Linked DNA regions of Ctenopharyngodon idella: region 1 is linked to region 2. A link is a contact called in public Hi-C data. All regions are on one chromosome and are shown on one strand. Each heading gives the region's core, a stretch centred on a gene start, on an enhancer-like site or on the middle of the called end of the contact. The rest is flanking DNA. Distances are from core to core; before and after follow the strand shown.

What was found. Hi-C and Micro-C count contacts between places; a contact is called where the count stands out from the background.
Region 1: a Hi-C map of muscle shows a contact between it and region 2, with 5 times the contacts expected there. The contact joins the promoter of hoxb8a here to the promoter of cbx1a in region 2. A contact is called at or near these places in 2 of 2 Hi-C or Micro-C datasets (both in muscle).

Annotation. Positions count from the first base shown.
Region 1 is chr3:22,115,215-22,120,655 of HZGC01, reverse strand. It overlaps hoxb8a (homeobox B8a), which reads left to right and starts at 4,016. Exons shown (of 2, transcript XM_051887934.1): 1 at 4,016-5,441. hoxb9a (homeobox B9a) reads left to right here. Exons shown (of 2, transcript XM_051887931.1): 2 at 1-685.
Region 2 is chr3:21,834,143-21,839,874 of HZGC01, reverse strand. cbx1a (chromobox homolog 1a (HP1 beta homolog Drosophila)) reads left to right here and starts at 2,972. Exons shown (of 7, transcript XM_051886918.1): 1 at 2,972-3,201; 2 at 5,716-5,732. The coding sequence starts at 5,719.

The DNA of each region.
Region 1 (5,441 bases), core at 2,767-5,266, 280 kb before region 2:
GCCTCGTATTGTGTAGTTTTCTTATGTACTTGTTATTGGAAAAGCTAGTATTAATTCGAAGTTGTTTTATGTGGATTGTAATTTTAATTTATTGTAAATAGGTTAATAGTTTTTTTTCTTTTGAATGGAATGTTTTATATGTTGTAAGAAGAATTTTAAAAAATACTTCATACTTGAATGAGCTGATACACATAACCTTTTAATTTTTCTATTTTGTTTACACTCTTCATGTATGTCCAGAATCATGTCCGTTGTCCATTGTCGGTGATGTTTTTTTTCTGTATTTGCTCGTTCCTTCACATTGCTTTATTGGTTTAGAGAATTGTTTTATGTTTTTGTGATATGACTTTACTGAAATCGAGCGAGTCTATCTTCAAATGTCAGATACTCCTTAAAATGTTAGTGGCCATTAACGCAACTGTTTCCCATTTTCTTTGAGACACGTCTAGTCAGGAACACTTGTGCTATTTTCTAACGCTTGTTTTGTGGCTTCTGTGCATTTATTAAAACACAAATAGTAACATCGCAAGATTTTGAATAACATGCAAAGACATACTCGCAACACAAGGTCTAAATTGTTTTAGTTCAGGACTGCTCCGTCTCTTTTTGTGTTATTGTTTTGTTGTTAATCTGTGCTATTGCACTGTTGATGCTGGACTCATTAAAAGTTTACATATAGACCACACACAGGTATTGTCATTTCTATGGACACAACAAACAGGCACGTTGGTGAAAGATACCAAATACAATATGATTTATAATTTAAGGTTTTTGTTTTCTAAATGAGCGCACAATGTCATATCGTTGCAACAAGAACTCTCTCGAAACCTGAAAGTCAAATGTACGAGGCTATGCATGAGATATGAATGTGTTATCGATACTAGCCAGACACATGCACATAGGCTACATACATTATGGTGAAATTAAAGTCTTTTCTGCTTTTTTATTATAGCATGTGACAAACTGAACTCTCTTTGGTATCATTTCCAATAATTGCCCTTTATGCTTTTGATTGCAAACCAGCCCAAACTTTATTTCGTCCTTTTGCGCTTCAGCGACATGCTGTAGTGCTCCGGTTTGATGTTTACTGCATTTTATAATGAGAGACATATGTTGTAAATATGTTATCGTGAGCTCAAGCGTTCATCTTGAATCAAAATGAAGAAATGTGCAGCTCATATGTGGAAAGAAGAATTACTGCGAATAACCATGACTCATCTTTGCTTTGGCTCTCTTTTTAACGTATTATTTGATTCCCCTGTGATATTAATCGTGTTATATTTGGCAATAGCGCATCCTCCAGATGCAAGCTATGCATCAAGAACCAAGAAGGATATTTTGCCGGCAGAGGCGATGTATAATAAATTATGCAAACTAAAAGGGATAAGGTAGGTCTCTATGTTTCAGCATGGGTTGAAGTTCTAGATTGTCAATAAAGTAAGGCCAGAGTCCCACTGTGAAGAGAAACACTGTGAAATGCAGTTATCTTATTTGACAGTATTTTTGGAGCATTTTATTGTGAAATAAAAAGTAAACTGGTTTGACGTTAGATTTAGAGAGCCAGGATCTTACCTATTATCAAACTGAATTGAAAATTTGAAAGCGGAACGGAGGCGGCATTCAACAGATTGTAACAATTAAACATTTTTGAGGACATTGCCAGTTGTCCTGGTTCACAGATGTGTGCACGAATGCTCATTCGTCACATATTAATTCAGCAAGTCTGTCCTGATAATTCTGTGGGTGCAGAGTTATTTTGAGTCCTGCCACACCATTGACGCCCTTTATTTTGGTGTTTTGAAAGGAAACAAACTGCAGAAAGGATGTGCGCTCGATGTTCGGAGGAAATGGGAAGTCGACTGTCATAAAAAAGAGAAAGAAATTCAATGTGGTGTGCCGCAATAAAATAATATGACTGTAATAAAACTTTATAGGGTATAAATTTCTGAAGGTTAAGAACTAAATGGCTGTAAAGCAAACACTACGCCAGAAAAAAAGAAAGAAAACGTGAAAAACGTTTCAAGCTTCTAATAACTGTGAGGCAAAATAATTTGCGTAAACACTGCGTCTCCGTTGGGGGAGTCTGTTTTTTTTTCTTCTCTTTTCTCGCATTTGTCGTTTATTGTGTACAGCGTTTGTTCTTTCGACGTCCAGAGATTCCTTACAGAGTAGGGGGTCGGGATGGGTGAGATCTGGACTTCCACATGAGAGCCCTGAGTCCAATTCAATCGACGCCCACCCTTTGTTCCATTTCCGAACGCACTACAGGCCTTATAGCGGGCCATAAACTGCCACAAAAAGGATTTCTGGCGAGACGTCTGGGATGACCAACGTTAATTTGTTTACAACCTTTGGGACCGGGCTCGACTTCGCCATTTTGTGGGCACACATCCGATTGTGTCTTGGTAACAAAGGCCGGTTGCTAAAGAAAAAAAAAAAAAAAAAAAAATCACTAATACAGAACCGTCCTTTACATTACATTCTCTTGATTCTATAGAAGTTTATTGTCTTTATTATAGTTGTCAAATAGTAATAATATGTGAAGAATTATGGTAATTTTGTGATGTGTAGTTTCGTTGTCGTGTGCATTATCAATGATGTAAATAATAATGCAATAAAGCTTTTCGAATAAAAACCCAAATCTTTTTTCTTTCTTTTAAACAAAATGATTTTTTTTTAATCTCTGTTGTCGGAAGCTTACAGCCTGTCAGTATTGACAACTAACAAAAGGCAAGTCAACGAGATGATGATGATGATGATTATTACTCGAAGTAAACTAATTATTTTAGTGATGATGGTGGTACAATAATGCACAAGAACGCAGCCCAAATAGCCAAGAAAAGTAAGGATTTATGCATGGAATGTTACATCGTGGCCTGAATATTAAATTATTTTTCTTTCTAACAATCTGTAGCCTGTAATTACAATTAAAAAGTAGCAGAATCAACAAATTATTATTATTATTATTATTAGGCTATTAGTAGTAGTAGTAATAGCAGCACGCTTGGTAGTATAGTTAATAGTGGTAATAGTAGTGCATAAAAATAAATAAAACAAGTGCAACCCAAATAAAAAAAGTCTCATATATCACACACGGACGGAATGCTACGTTTGAGCCTTATTCTAAATCATAAATCTAATACAGTTAAAAAATATTAGCGAAATATTGGTAAGAAAGAAGCGTGACATTATTTCATTCTTTTTTTATGGTTTAAAATTGGGTAGTGTTAGTGTTCCAGCCCAATGTGAATTACTTTTCTAGATATGTTGAAAAAACACACAAGACTAGATCCTAGGGGTCGGTTTTAAATGGATTCCTTGTTATAGAGAATTAAAATAAGTACTTTACATCATTGAATTTGCACTTACTGAGCTGTTAATTCGCTCATTCTGTTTTTATGTCCGTTGTTTATAGAACCATTAGCTTTTGAACTTCCGTCTCATTACAGCTGAATTTGCTCATGGAGTAACACACAATTGCCGCTTGATGGCAATGTTGGTCCATCAAAAAGAGCCTGGCTGGCCACCCTCCACCCCCAAACCGGAAACACTGGGGCCAAAACATTTGCAGACATGTGCGGTATTACACTTGACTAAAGTAAGGTTCACAGAATTTCGCTCTGTCACAGCGGAGCTTTTGAAGGAAAAAAGAAGATCATTAACTTCAGAGGATTTTTAATCTATGTGATAAAGATCCAGAGAAACAAGTAGACTCTCTTTTCCTTTTTTTTTCTCTTTGAGTACTAACAAATGTATCTTTAAATTTTATGATATACAAATTTTAATACAATAAGCAAGATGTTTTTTTGTAATTATGTAAAATCCTAAACAAAATAGTTATTAAAAGTTTTCAGCTGGGCTTATTGTGAATTATTGGAGCAATGTTGAAATAAATTAAATCTCCATTTTTTTTATATGACTCAAAAATGTAGAGATGTTATGTTTCAGTGATAATTTAAAATGTATTATTTAAATAAAATATAAAATCACCACACAAAACTTGGGTTATAAAATGTTTTATTGACAGCAAAAACACTACTGCACTGAAACAAGAAAATGTACAACAACATACAATAGTGTGACGTTCTGTAAATTACATAATTCATTTAATTATTTACTGTTCACAACACAATGTCTGCATTATTTTGTGAATTTTACATACGAACCTATAGCATGCGAAATTGTAGGGAGGTTTTAATAAAGCCTCCGAGTTTTGCTAGTCAAACGGGGAGGTTCACGCTTGGTGAACTCATTGTCTTTTTTAAGAGAAGAAACGTTTAATAAGTGTAAAAACAAGATGTGCTTAACATTAACCCGTAACAGAAACATTAACATTGTACATAATCTATGTGTTGAAATGTAAATAGTCCGCGTCATATTCAAAATAAAGCAATAGAATTCATCACATTTAATACAAAATTGCTTTCAAATCCTCGACAGTAATTTATTATAGACGCAAATGAAGTTGTACAATGACAAGCAGCAGCATTAGTTCATATGTCATGATTTGAAAAATAAAGAACTTTTTTGTGCGTTATAGGTGATTCAGTATTTAAGGATACTTTAAATATTTGCAAATATTTTTTTTTCTAGAAAATATGATAAAAATATAATTCTATAATAATAATTATATAATTAGAATTCTATAATTTTCCCCGAAATCATAACGAATCCAGAAACATTTTAAACTGTTACGAACACGTAAATATATATTGTTTGTTTAATTATGTACAGCTATTTGTTTTTATTGCCTTTAGAAAACTATATGCATCCCTTGGATTTTCTAGATAATGTTAATCAGATTTACTTGTACTAATAATACTGGGAAACTGAACGGAAAACAAAACGAAAATGACAATTAAAGGACTTACTATTTCTGCATGTATAAAATTCGGAGTGAAGCATTTACAGTACTGGTCGCGCAACCTCATAAAAACCTAACAGCTTTTTGATGCACCACGTCAACAACAAACAGCAGGGGCGTTTATTGCATTTTATAGTTTGTAAAACCATTTACAACCACATTTGCCATTACACCTGACGTGCAGCTCCATGTCCACATCCTCATATCTCTGTAAATATATTAATGGAAATACATTGATCAAAATATCAAATATGGCCATCTTGCTTATTTTCGATGCGCGTGCTTCACTCGCTGCAGAGGATGCTTTTGCAAAATTAAGCAAGGTTTATATGATATGTTTAAACTGATACCAATTAAATCGTGTACCTTTTAAAATTGTCCGTCTCGACCCTGACATTTAAAAAAAAAAAAGACTCGACCTCGTTAGAGATTTGGAAATTAACGACTAAATACGCATCACTTTAGGTTGTCTGTGATGAACATGCAAAAAATCAATCTTTCAAAGGGGTTTGGAGTGGAGAAGTTGAGTGGGGGGAGGGGCAGAGGCTATGCACTTGATCTGATGCAAAGAGGCAGA
Region 2 (5,732 bases), core at 1,723-4,222:
GTGATTGTCGAACACGAATAAATGAATTTAAGGTGCAGATTTTCATTACCCTAAACTGCATAAGCGAGTCTCACTATAAGAATGTTTACTCAAATGCCACTCAAACCAGCAACAGATAAAGCATCGACAAACAATCATCTAAATCAGACTGTACTTTGCTGTTTGGTGGTCGTGCCACATCAAACCACACTTACAGTATCATCTGAAGTGTCAGAGGTGAAGGTTATAAAGCATTTTAGGCTTCTCATCATGCAAGCACATGTATCAACCAATGAAAAAAACAAAGGAAAAAATACAGATGACTGTACTGTACATACCAAATATAATGCTGAAAATAATGCTGTGAACCATTTATGTTAAATATGGTCTGAAAAAAATCTACAGAGAAGTTTGGAAATTTGAATTATGAAATTTTACATGGAAAATGTGTAGGAACCCTGAACTCAACATTAACATAAAAAGTTTATGGCTAGTAAGTTTCTTTGTTTTATTTTTTGAAAGAAATCAATAATTTTATGAATCAAGGGAGCATCAAATTGATCGAAAGTGGCAGTAAAGATATTTATGTGAATTCTATTCACATTCTAATTCTATAACAAATAAATGCTGTTCTTTTGAACTTCTGAAAAAAATGCATCGTTTCAAACAAAAAAATTAAGCATCTGTTTTCAAATATATATTTTTCAATATATACTATTCAATATAGCCTAATAGTTTTCAAATATATTCTAATAAGTTAAATTTGTAATAATTTACCATTTTAAATTGCACATTACATAATACTATCAAAATTACTTAATATTTCATATATTACTGTTTTTACTGTAAACAAATAAATATAGCCTTGGTGATAATGGTGAGCATAAGAGATTTCTTTCAATATTAAAACTGAACTTTTGAACAGTAGTGCATGCAGAGGCCCCATAATGTATTTCGAGTTGACACTGACTAAATCACATAATGTATAAATGTCATTTATTAAGTTTGTCAAACTCAGTGGGACATATTTATTGATTTGATTGTGTGACTTGAGCAGTTAGTTAAAAGTATTTCTCAGAAAAGTGAAGTTCTGAGAAAACTCAGGTCTATCATTTATCTGATATTTTGTTATCTATCCAGACATTTTAAGCATATTTTAAGGCCATTGTAAGTAAACTGTATTTCACTGCAGTCTGTACCTCACCAGCAAAATAACAAAAAAAAGTCAGCAGATGATCATTGAGATATTACTATTGTAAAGTTTTTAATGAAATTAAGAGTCCTGTCCTGTATGTTCCATGGGGGCCATCAGCCATATATTAAGAGTAAGTTACATAGTTCATTATTAATGTATTCTGATTTCTTTTTAGCAGAATCTAGATTGACTGCCATTGTGCCACAACACCACGGTATGTATGAATTTTCAAATAATTCTTGACAATTTTTTGTTTTTTTTGCATCAGTTTATAAATATCTTTTGGAGAGAAAGGACAGAAGAGTTATAATTTCATATCCCCACCCTTGCAGACGCTGAATGAGACAATATAAATATCACCCTCTGTTTGCGGATGGTGTGGCTGGTTTGTTTGAGTAATGAGGTAATTAACTCAATCACGACACTCAGACAGATGATGAATTTTGTTAATGCTTCTCTTTTGTTCTCCACTCATTTCTGAGCAGGTCTTTTTCCTCTACATTAACCCGACATGTGCACACACACACACACACACACACACACACACACACACATACATACACAGCGTCTTCTGCCACTATTTGTGGAGTACAAGGTTGCAGCCATGCAAATGGGCCAGAGAGATGGAACTGCAACAGGACAAAACAAGATATAACAGAGGCTGTTTCTTATTCCCTGTGTTTATAAGGTCACATGCTCTTGTCCAGAGGGGCAAAGTGCACCACTGTGCAACAGTCTGGGATTCAATTGCAGATCTCTGTCTCTATATTTACCTCAAACACTGAGATAATGACAGGCTTTCAGGCTGTTTTCACATGGTTCAATTGCTTGGTCTGAACCAGAATTCACTCCCATCCTTCAGCAGGTGTCTTTTCAAATCGCACTTTTGGGTTTGAACCACATCAACCTGAGCACCATTGCAGTTTATCACTGTAACTAAGACACGATTTAGAAGGAAAATGGCAGTTTCACTCAGTTATTTAAGTATTTGCCCTTGATTTATTTAAAAAAAAAAAAAAAAAAAAAAAAACGTATGCGCACAGAATGGCACATGCATTTATCTGTTAAGGAGTGCAATACAAATGCTGCAAGGACAGCAAGGTGCTCTCTGAAAGCAATTTACACTATAGCAGCTAGAAATTCATAAGTGTGATGCTATTTATGTCATCAATAGCAGTTTGAAATGATTGCAAACAGTACCAAAGTTTAACATGAGCCAAAATCCAGACTTTAAACTTTCTGATGCCAAGGACCCTCAATGCTTTCAATATTTCTCACATACTGTTTAGAATATATTCAAAATAAGAATATAAGCACAGCCTTTATACAACTGAATGCCCATGTAGTTACCTGCATTTCCAACAGTCAACAGCTAATGAAATCTGGTCAGATCTCACACAGCCACATACTTTTTCTCAGATAAAATCTATAGGCCTAGTTATATCAATGTTCATAAATTTACTAAATATAACATTATATCCAGGTTGTTCAGTCCCGAGAAAAGCCATATTTGAGGCATTGAGGTTCCTCTGGTGGAAAATCTTTAGGCAATTACAAAAGTTCAGTTATCTGAGGAACCAAATGAATGATCTCACAAGTTCCTGCAAAATCTCTACAGAATGTCACATTGGTTTTTCCAGTTTTTACAATTATCAAGAAAAATGTTTTAAGCACTTAAATATCGAAATTCTTGAACAAACATTAGGATATTTGAGGCATTTTCGAAGGGTACCGAGGAACAACAAACATCTGTTAATTTTTACACTGCGCACGTAAAACTACAACTCCCAGGATGCACCACCCGCGTACGTAGAGAGTCACGTAACACGTTCCGTCGGAATTGGCGGGTTGCTGGAGCTTGCGTGTAGCGTTACCTTTGTCTGACCATCCAAGGAATCTCGATAAAATAATTGCAAACTCTTTTCACAGTCGATATATTCCAAACGTTTGTCGACACTTAAAGCTGCGCTATCTGCATTCAACCACCTCATTTGGTGTTATTTCGCCCTTAATTCCGTAATTCACAGGTAAGTGGCGCTGCATGCAGATTGTGTTATAAACTATAGAACTGACTAACGTTATGTATTGAGCAGTGTGGTTTATTTTTTTATAATTAACAGGTAGATGTTTGAGTACTTTAAACAACTAATTGCTCTTGAATGATATCTAGTCATATCTGAGATATTTTTGGTAGTTTTCTACACGGATCCAGGTCAACATGGAGAAGTGAGCGACCATGCTTTTGCAGCATTAGCCACAAGGCTAGTCGGTGTCTCGTATTTTAGGGCCATTTTTGGGTTTAATCAGTTAAATGTAATGTGCATTGGAACGTTTTATGCATCTATTTATCGGACAGCATACATGTTGTTGGTGTCATGGTAGCTTTTAGACTCAAAATTGTACGAGCAAAAGGGTTAGTGTAGTCCACCATCTCCGCGCGAGACAGAAACGCCTTCCTCGCGCACGCCTGGGGTTAAAAGAACTCGGGAACACTTTTTTTCCTTCTTTTTTTTTTTTAATTAAAAAAAAAGACATCTACATGGTGTTTGCAGTTGCATTTCTAATGTAACTTCACTTCACTGGTTTGTGGTTACTGTTGCAGCAGGGGAAGTGGGCCGAACATTCTGGCAAGGCGTCTGCGCGTGCACGTCGGAAGTTGAATTGAACATTTTAACTTAATGCTGTTTCTCTCACACTGTTTATAATAAGAAATAAAACAACGACGCGCACGATCTGCTTTGATTTAGAAGTGAAGAGATAAGATCAAGCGTTAAGAATAAAAAGGTGATTGCATTAATGTGACTTAAAAAAAAAAAAAAATCGAGGCTCTTGGCTTGGAGCTTAATGGGTTAGTGAAATGAAGTTTCTGTCATTAATTACTCAGCCTTCTACCGTTTCAAACCCGTAAGACCTTCGTTCATCTTCGGAACACAAATTAAGATATTTTTGATGAAATCCAAGAGGTTTTTATTTTTCCTCAATAGAAAGCAACGAAATTATCACATTCAAGGTCCATAAAAGTAGTAAAAACAAAGTTAAAATTGTCAACGTGACAACGGTTCAACCTTAATATAATGAAGCGACGAGAATATTTTTTGTGTGCAATAACAAAACAAAAATAACTGTATTCAACAAATTTATATCTCCCCTTTCATTCTTCTAAGCTGTTTTCATTGTAGCACTTCCAGGTTCTACGTCAGAACGCCGGCTCAGTATTGGCTGGCTCTGGTCACGTGAGCAGCACGACGCATGCGTATGATGCTGAGGCAGGAGCCGGCCAATAATGAGTAGGTGTTCTTACGCAGAACCTGGAAGTGCTGCAATGAAAATAGCGTAGAAGAATTAAAGGGAAGATACAAAAAGTTATTTTTGTTTTGTTATTGCGCACAAAAAGTATTCTCGTCGCTTCATTACATTAAGGTTGAACCACTGTAATCACATTGACTATTTTAACGATGTCCTTAATACCTTTGATGGTAATTACGTTGCTTTCTATAGGGGATAAAAAAAAAATTAAAAAAATCTTGGATTTCATCAAAAATATCTTAATTTGTTTTCCGAAGATGAACAAAGGACTTATGGGTGTGGAACGCATGAGGGTGAGTAATTAATGAGAGAAATTTCATTTTTGGGTGAACTAACCCTTTAAAGGTGCAGTAGGTGATCTGGGAAAATGCTAACTATAACCTGCTAGCATTGAAAGCGTAGGTCCCACCCTCCCTGCAAATAGCCGTCCAAAGCCACGCTGCGTCCAAAACACATGAATGTTATTGGGTTATATACATCATGTCATTCGCTGGTGAGAAAACTTTACAGTGAATAACAGAATAATGTTAACAACTTTTTAAAAACGGAATTAGATGCAGCAAGGATATGTTGGACATTTCTAACGTGACAGCTGATGAATAACTAGCAGCATTGAGCACAAAATAAACCACATCACTGTCTTTATAACCAGAAAGGTGATAGTATTTCAGCAAAAATACAATGTAAACATCGTCAGAATATCAAGCGAAGGAACAACGCACAACTATCTTTTGTGTTAAGGATGGCATGCACAATACACTGAGACGCTGAGGGTATTTTAATTGGAGGAAACAAGATGTTTTACTGTTTGTAGCAAGACTCAAATAATCGTTGACACATCTGGTGGTGGTGGTGGCCTTACGAAGGTGTGGATGTTGTAGTTTGCTCGTTAACTTTAAAAACAAAAACAGTTCCCGATTAGACGCTGGGTCCTGCTGTCGTTGAGCTAATTAGTAAAGGCACACAAACTGCATATGCTACATTATACGTTACATCAGAATCGAATCATACCATGTACTTACCTGTTTGGACTGAACACAATGATTGAATGAACATTTTATGGTCCTACACCTTTCACAGATGATATATATTTATAAAAATACATTTACCGTTTAACAGTGATTGCTATCAGGATAAGAGGAGACTTTCAATCAGCATAACAAAAAATGTTTCTGAAGAGAATCACCTATTGCACCTTTAATTTGTTAGGATTTCTGTTTTTACGCCCTTTTTAGGTGATGCATCTCAGTAC